Regions from separate parts of the Podarcis muralis genome. Here region 2 is linked to region 1. A link is a contact called in public Hi-C data. All regions are on one chromosome and are shown on one strand. The core of a region is the stretch at or near the end of the contact, and the rest is flanking DNA. Distances in the headings are between cores, read along the strand shown. Region 1 holds the start of LOC114583280 (vomeronasal type-2 receptor 26-like). Region 2 holds the start of LOC114582815 (angiogenin-2-like).

Region 1 (4,077 bases), core at 772-3,271:
TTCTTTTAGATGATACCAAAAAATCAGCTTTTCATTTTGAGTCTGATAAATTGCAGTTCCCTCCTTTTCCCTCAAAGTGCAAAGCCCAGCAGTAGGGACACATTAACTTGAAAACAAGTCCCTTCGTTGTGTTCAGTGGGTACAGGGCCAGAATCCTGTTGAAATCTATGGGGATTCCAAAGTGCTTAAGTGTGGCTACTAGATTGCCCCTGCTTTTTGCCCATATGAGCCCCATCCACAACCCAGCTGAAGTTTTCAAGCTACTTCAACCCATAGATGTTGCAACCCATAGATGTTGCAACCCATCCCTGTGCCAAAATTTTCTTGCAAGTAAGCCTTGTTCAGTTCCATGGGCTTTGCTCCACACCCCAAACATGCATCAGCTTTAAGCCTGACAGGGCAAATCTAGGCATACCTACTCGAAGTAATCACCACTGAGCTTAGTGGTGTTTACTCCCAGGTAAGTGGCTGCAGCCATCCTGCAGCTTAAATCGGATTTGTGTGAAAGGCAGTTCCACAGAGCCCAATGGGATGCTTCCTCTCAAATATTTGGGATCAAGGAGAGCTTTCCTTAACACATGTTTACATGGGAATAAGCAATTTCCGATGGAAGGTTGTGTGATCACACCCTATAATCCCACGCACGATTATATCACTGTGCCATTGAGAGCATGCTCACTTATGGCTTATGTGTGTGGTACGGAAGCTGTACTACCCAGGACAGGATGGGGTTGTGCAGAGTTGTTAAGGCAGCAGAGAGCATTGTTGGCTGCCCACTCTCCACCTTAGAGCAGATTTATGCCACAAGGTGCCATGGGAAGGCACTGGACATAGTAAAAGATCCATCGCATCCTGGTCACTGTCTCTTCGAGCTTCTGCCATCGGGACGGAGATACAGGACGATGAAGACAAGAAGGAGCCGTCTTAAGAACAGCTTCTTCTCCAGAGCGATCTCGGCCCTGAATGGAAAGCCTGGACTTTGAAAGTCATCTAATCTTCCTTGCTGTACTATACTGTATTGTTTTAATTAGGGTTTTTATGGAGCAGTCAAGTAATTTCGTTGTCCCCGAGAGGTGGTAATGACAATAAAGATATTATTATTATTATTATTATTATTATTATTATTATTATTAGGGAAGCGAATCCCATTGAATAAAAAAAGAAGAGGAACGTTTTGCTTCCCAAGTTGTTTTTAGGGTTTTTTTTTAAAGGAAAGCATATCTATAAGGCTTAGATTCAAGGGCTGCTAAAAAGACATGTGTTAAAGCACACTGGTATACTAAAGAGTTGTTTCCCAGGTTGAATTGAGAACACATTCCCATGAATACTTCATGGTGGACAGAGCAGCAGAACAAGAGGGAGGCATGGACATTGCATATAAGAAAGAGGCAAAGGGAGTGTTGGGAACATGCAATGATTTACTCAGTATTAAATCCCACTGTGTTGGTGATTTTGAACCTAGTTAAGTGGGGAAAGAATTAGAGCCTGACTGAACTTGGCAGGTTAACTGCTTTTTGTTTCTGGGTTTCCAATATTCAACCTCACCAATTCATTCAGTACGTTTCCAAGCACAATTCAAAGTGTTGGTGCAGACCTTTAAAGCCCTAAACGGCCTCGGTCCTGTATACCTGAAGGAGCGTCTCCACCCCCATTGTTCAGCCCAGACACTGAGATCCAGCACCAAGGGCCTTCTGGCGATTCCCTCATTGCGAGAAGTAGGGTTACAGGGAACCAGACAGAGGGCCTTCTCGGTGGTGGCGCCCACCCTGTGGAACACCCTCCCTTCAGATGTGAAGGAAATAAGTAGCTATCCTATCTTTAAAAGACATCTGAAGGCAGCCCTGTTCAGGGAAGTTTTTAATATTTAACGCTGTATTGTTTTTAATACTTGATTGGGAGCTGCCCAGAGTGTGGCTGGGGAGACTCAGCCAGATGGGCAGGGTATAAATAAATTATTATTATTATTATTATTATTATTATTATTATTATTATTATGAACACAACAATGGATCTACTTGAATCTACCATTTACATACTGAACATCTAATCATAATATCTTAGGAGACTGCTGTAGTATCATTAGTTTGAATAAAATGTTAATGTCCTGTAGGCTGAAACATCCAAGTGAAAGACATGCATGAATCAAAATGAAAACTTCAACACAGTTGTTTCTCTTCTGTCATGTTTGCAGTCATTCTTTGTCTCATTGCAGTGTGATCCCGAAAAACTACCAGCATGTTCTTGCCTTCGTCTTTGCCATGCAAGAGATCAACAAGAATGCCAAATTCTTATCCAACATCACACTGGGATCAACATTTTATGAGAATGCTTTTAATCCTTTGCAAACTTGTTGGAACACTCTTGCTCTTCTTTTCATGGGACAACGAAATCCCCCCAATTACCACTGTAATGGGGAAGATAAATTAATTGCCGTCGTTGGAGGGCTCACCTCCCAAAACTCCATTGAGATGGCCAATATATTAAACACCTACAAGATTCCACAGGTATGTGTGTAGATACATAGATACAACCACAAGGGCAGACATACACAGAATACCCAAAAAGAGCATCCATGTTAGCTTTCAGTCCCGTTACATCATGTTTTCTACACTTGTGTCCTACATTAGACATTCTTGGGTACTGTCACTGTGTTAAAGCCTCCTAGCGATGTGTTGCCTACACTGCCATCTCAATTACAATTGGGATTTCAGCGGGGGGGGGGGGATAAACCCATAATACTAATCATTCAATCTCTGATTCTTCCAAACCTGTTCATGCTGCAAAGCTTATAATCACGGGAGCATGCAGCCTCCGGCTTAGAAACTTCTCCTAACCTGAGATGTAATAATGTCAGTGGTGTATACTTAGAAAAGTAAGAGCAGGTGGTTAACCACAACAATAGAGAAGTATTCTTTCTTTGAACAAATAGATGGTCTTTGAATTCTTAAAAATATAAATCTTTTCCCTTTAGCTCAGCTATGGCTCCTTGGATCCAGGGCTGAGTGACCAAAGGCGCTTCCCTTCCTTCTTCCAAATGGTCCCCAATGAAGAAGCTCAGTATGATGGCATTGTTTGGCTACTCAGGAAGTTTGGGTGGAACTGGATTGGCCTCCTTGTTTCAGATGATGACAGTGGAGAAACCTTCCTTCGTACTCTCAGACCAAGGCTTTCCCAGAAAAATCTCTGCATTTCTTGGACATTGGTGATCCCACTAGTGACAAAATTTTTACCTAATGAGCTAGTTCAACAAAAATTGAGACCAATCATGTTTGTTCTCACAAGGAGGGAAATGAATGTGATTCTTGTCTATGGAGACAGTCAGTCACTAGAGGGTTTGAGACTGGTTTTAATCTCCCTTGAGGTTTTCTCTATGTACCCAGTGGAGAGGGTGTGGATTACAACAGCTCAATGGGATTTCACTGCAGTGCCGGTTGGAGGCAATTTTCCTTCAAAATCCTTCAATGGCACTTTGTCATTTACACTCCATTCAAATCCAGTTCCTGGGTTTCAGAACTTTCTACAGACCATAAATCCATGGCAGCCAAATCTTTATTTCATCCAGCAGTTCTGGGCCAGTGCATTCCTCTGTTCATTCCCAGATCACAATCTAATTCACACAACTCAGGAACACTGCACTGGGAGGAAGAAGCTGGAGAAACTCACTGGACCCGTGTTTGAAATGGAAATATCCAGCCAGAGCTACACCATCTACAATGCCGTCCATGCAATAGCACATGCTCTCCATAGCATGTATTCCTCAAGAGCCAAACGGAAAGTACTGGGTGAGAAAGGGAGACAGCAAAAAGTTAAGCCCTGGCAGGTATTGTCAACTACTCTCATCTGTGTTTGTAGTTATTATTACTGGTTCATATGTTTCAACAGCTGAGCCTTGGCGTGGAGGAGAGGCCTTGGGGATTTTCAGTGGTGAGCTCTATCATTGGGAGGGACTTGATCTCAGTTAAAGGCCACATGCTTTGGAAGCTACACATTCAAAGCTCTTTAAATTAATCCATCCAGGATTCTCCTACTTGGGGCTGCACAAGGATGAGGGGTGTCCTCTGTTATAAGAACTCGGTT
Region 2 (3,610 bases), core at 919-3,418, 330 kb before region 1:
CTCCCAAACAAGGGAGTTTACATTCTCCATTATATTTACTCTTGGCCTCAAAGCACCCACAGAGCTACAAACGGCAAGATGACTATTTATTAGGCATCCTGTAGAATGTGCTCAGAAGCAGCCCTGGGGTTGTGGTGCCTGATCACATGATGACAACTGGCTGTGTCTATACACATGAACTCTGCACACTGGGACAGAACTGAGTGGGGAACCAGAGTTGCGAAAGTGTTGGGGGAAGCATTCCAAGCTGCCAGACATTAATGCTGAACCATATGCGCTCTATATTGTGAATACCATATGGGTAGGGGTTAAATGGAAGGAGAAAATCTAGACATTTGGGCATGGGGAAATGGAAAAAAGGAGAAAGGCAGTGGTGACAGCTCCCCACCCTAATATTTGACTGCTATACCTTTCTTGCTGAAACCTGGTTTTGCTTCAGTCATGAGCATCAAAAAACCTCCTATCCATCTCCCAGCAGACACTAAGTCCCCCCCAACAATGATTCACTTGGAATAACTGTATGCCACCACACCATAATTCCTGACAGGAAATGGTTGTGGCCTGCGTGCTCTCATAAAATGTGTTGCAGACACCAATTGGATCTAGCCAGGACCTCAACTTTTATCGCCAATGAATCGTCCCCCTCCCCTATGGTATATCTAGCTAAACTTGAAACCCCTAAGCGCTGGAGGGCCTTTACCTTGGCTCGATGTCATGCCCACCCTTCAGCTGTCCTTGAAGGCCGATACAGGAAGATTGCTTACCTGGAGAGACAATGCGCCTGTGACTCTGGACAAATAGAAACAACAGAGCATGTGCTTCTCCAATGTCTTTATTATAGAGACATTTGTACTACCCTCATCTTACCATTACTGCATAAGTACCCAGGGTGCACAGGACAATTCTATACCTCCCTGCTGCTTTCAGATACCAATCCTGCTACAACATACGTTCCAGATTCTGCACAGCAGCGCTCAAAATTCATCGGATGATGACCTGTGACACAAACTAGATATAATGAGCACTCGTATTAGAGTGCTCTGTAGACTGACAGCTATAATCTTATATATACTAACCTTTTATGCTCTTTCATTCTTGTCTAATGTTCCTAACTCCTCTTTTAGACTCTTAGTTTCTTTTGGATTCTGATAGACTTTTATATATATATATATACTTTTTGTTTTAACTGCTTTTTTTTTTAAAAAAAAACCAAAACCAAAACATTTTTAGACTTTAAATGATTGTACCCTTCCCTCCTTAAGCTGGTCTATGACCGTAATAAAGATTTGATTTGATTTGGTTGCAGCCTACCACCCATGTGGGCAGAAACACGAAAGAAAATCTCAGACAGTGCAGTACTGCATTCCACATTCCCTCCCTTGGATGCAATAAGAAAAAGAAAAAGAAATGAAATTAAACACACATCAAATGCTATGCAACTTTCTCCTCAGTTTAATAGTGACAGACATTGCTGGTTTAACAGAATCAAAGCAGGTTTCTTTGCCACTATAGTTTAAGGGTGTTTTCTTTGTTTGCTTTTTAATTGCAGTAAAGCAGAGCTGGACAGAATGGCAGCAAAGGGGGGGGGGGGGGTTCAGTGGAGTTGCAAGGGATGGCATAATTGTTAAAAAGCTGAATATTTGGGATCTGGGCGTTGGAAATCTTACACTGTGACAATGATGCTTTCGTCAAAGTGCACAGGCTCATTATTCTGATTACAGGCAATGACGATGTATCTGGATGACTTGTTATCAGAGTACTTGCAAGGTGGGCGAGTTGAGCCGCCTTTGTGCTTGCAGGTGGTGACAGTGAAGGGGCGGAGAGCGATCCTCAGCCCGTTTCCATAATCCTTCCCTCCAGATGCAGTGCACACAGATTTGATGTTATTCTTGGTGCCGTGGATGAAGGTGTTCACTTCCTTGCATGCTGGTTTGTCCAGCCCACGTCTTTTCATCATGACGTCACAATACTGCTTTCCAACGCTGCTCTTGGGATTATCGTAGTGCTGCCTTAGGAACTTCTCATAGGGGGTTTCACAATAGGCTCCTAGTGCCAGAACAGACACCAGAAAGGTGAGGAGCACAAGGCCAGATCCCTTGAAAGGCATCATCGTGGGCGACCGTTGCCTGAAAGAGATACCTGGGGAAAAAGTAAAGTGGGTGTGTAAATGCTTTCTTTCTGCTTGCCCCCAGAGGGTGCTTTGTGAAACAGCTTGGAGTTCAAATGAATGCTGTACTGTATATCCTTGCAAATTCTTATCTGCAAATGTTGTGGTGGATGTTATCTAGTCATGATCACATAACCATGTGAATATTGATACAAACCAGTCACATTGCAGCTTATGCATCTTATAGCAGAAGTTTAAGACACAATTTAAATATTTTTTAAAACCACTCTAAGTAGAATAATGAAGCATAACCACCCGCCCTACCCACTCGCCACTCCCAGTCTTCCCCTCCCCCTCTTCTTCTTCCTAATTGTTTAAACCAATTCATAAACCAAGAATTTATGCATTCACCACTAATAATGAAACACATGTTGTAGATATTCTTCAACAATTATTATGCTATTTTTGTGATATACAAATGACATGAGAAAACTTGGTGTACTTATTTGTATAACATCATTCTTGTTTGTAAAACCCAATAAAAAAACCAATATAAAAGAAGAAGCTTGGACCATTCAGGGAGAAGGAGGCAAAGAAGATAGGATATTTGTACAAGCTCAGTTAAGTTTCTGGCTGAAGTGAGATGTGAGCAAGGGACTCACTGGTCTGAATCTGAACTCCAGACTAGCACTGAGAGACCAGGGTTCAAATCCCCACTCAGCCGTGAAGCCCATTGGGAAACCCTGGGTCAGTCTTAGTCTCTTACCCTAGCCTGCCTCACGGGATTGATGAGAGGATTGACTGAAGGAGGAGAACGATGGATGCTGCCTTGAGCTCCTTGGTGGAAAGGTGGGGTATAAATCAACCAATCAACCAATCAATCAATCAATCAATCAATCTCCCTTTTGTATAAACTCCCTTAAAATCCTTCTGAAAGTCTTCGTCAAGCGCAACCAGTAGCTCAACAAGACAGCGGGGTATAAGATTTATTCCTTAACCTTTAGGTTAAAGTGCTGTACACCTGGGAACACCATGAGCTTTAAGTAGCTGGGTTGGTGTTGCAGCATCAGTAGATTTAAACAATTGTTCCAATTGTTGCTATATTTTGCCTGCTATAATCTTTTCGCATAGCCTTTTACATAAATACATCTTAAGCTCCCCCCCCCCTTTTCTAATAGGATTTAGTAAGAGCTAAATTGGAGTCACTTTTGCATGTTGCAATTTGTGCACACAACAGCTCCCACATCTTGTGGTTTAACGTTGTATGTTCACCCCTCTTAAAAATATATATTCCCCTAATAATAACTGCTTGCTTTATATTCTGCTTATGTTTCCCAGGCACGTAATGTTCTCTGACATTTCCCTTTTTCTAAGATTCCATTGTGTGGAATGTAATGTGCTTTGAATTTCCTTAGTGTAGATTATTACTCCCATCCAGGCCCATGAGAGGATGGGGGGCAGCCAAGTACTGCAACTATGAGTTGGGCCATAGGGAAAGCCCCA

The links. Hi-C and Micro-C count contacts between places; a contact is called where the count stands out from the background.
Region 2: a Hi-C map of blood shows a contact between it and region 1, with 15 times the contacts expected there. The contact joins the promoter of LOC114582815 here to the promoter of LOC114583280 in region 1. A contact is called at or near these places in 2 of 3 Hi-C or Micro-C datasets (blood and tail).

What each region holds. Positions count from the first base shown.
Region 1 is chr13:14,197,659-14,201,735 of rPodMur119.hap1.1, reverse strand. LOC114583280 (vomeronasal type-2 receptor 26-like) reads left to right here and starts at 2,021. Exons shown (of 5, transcript XM_077916976.1): 1 at 2,021-2,504; 2 at 2,972-3,820. The coding sequence starts at 2,148.
Region 2 is chr13:14,529,074-14,532,683 of rPodMur119.hap1.1, reverse strand. It overlaps LOC114582815 (angiogenin-2-like), which reads right to left and starts at 2,168. Exons shown (of 1, transcript XM_028704113.2): 1 at 1,437-2,168. The coding sequence starts at 2,110. The coding sequence ends at 1,664.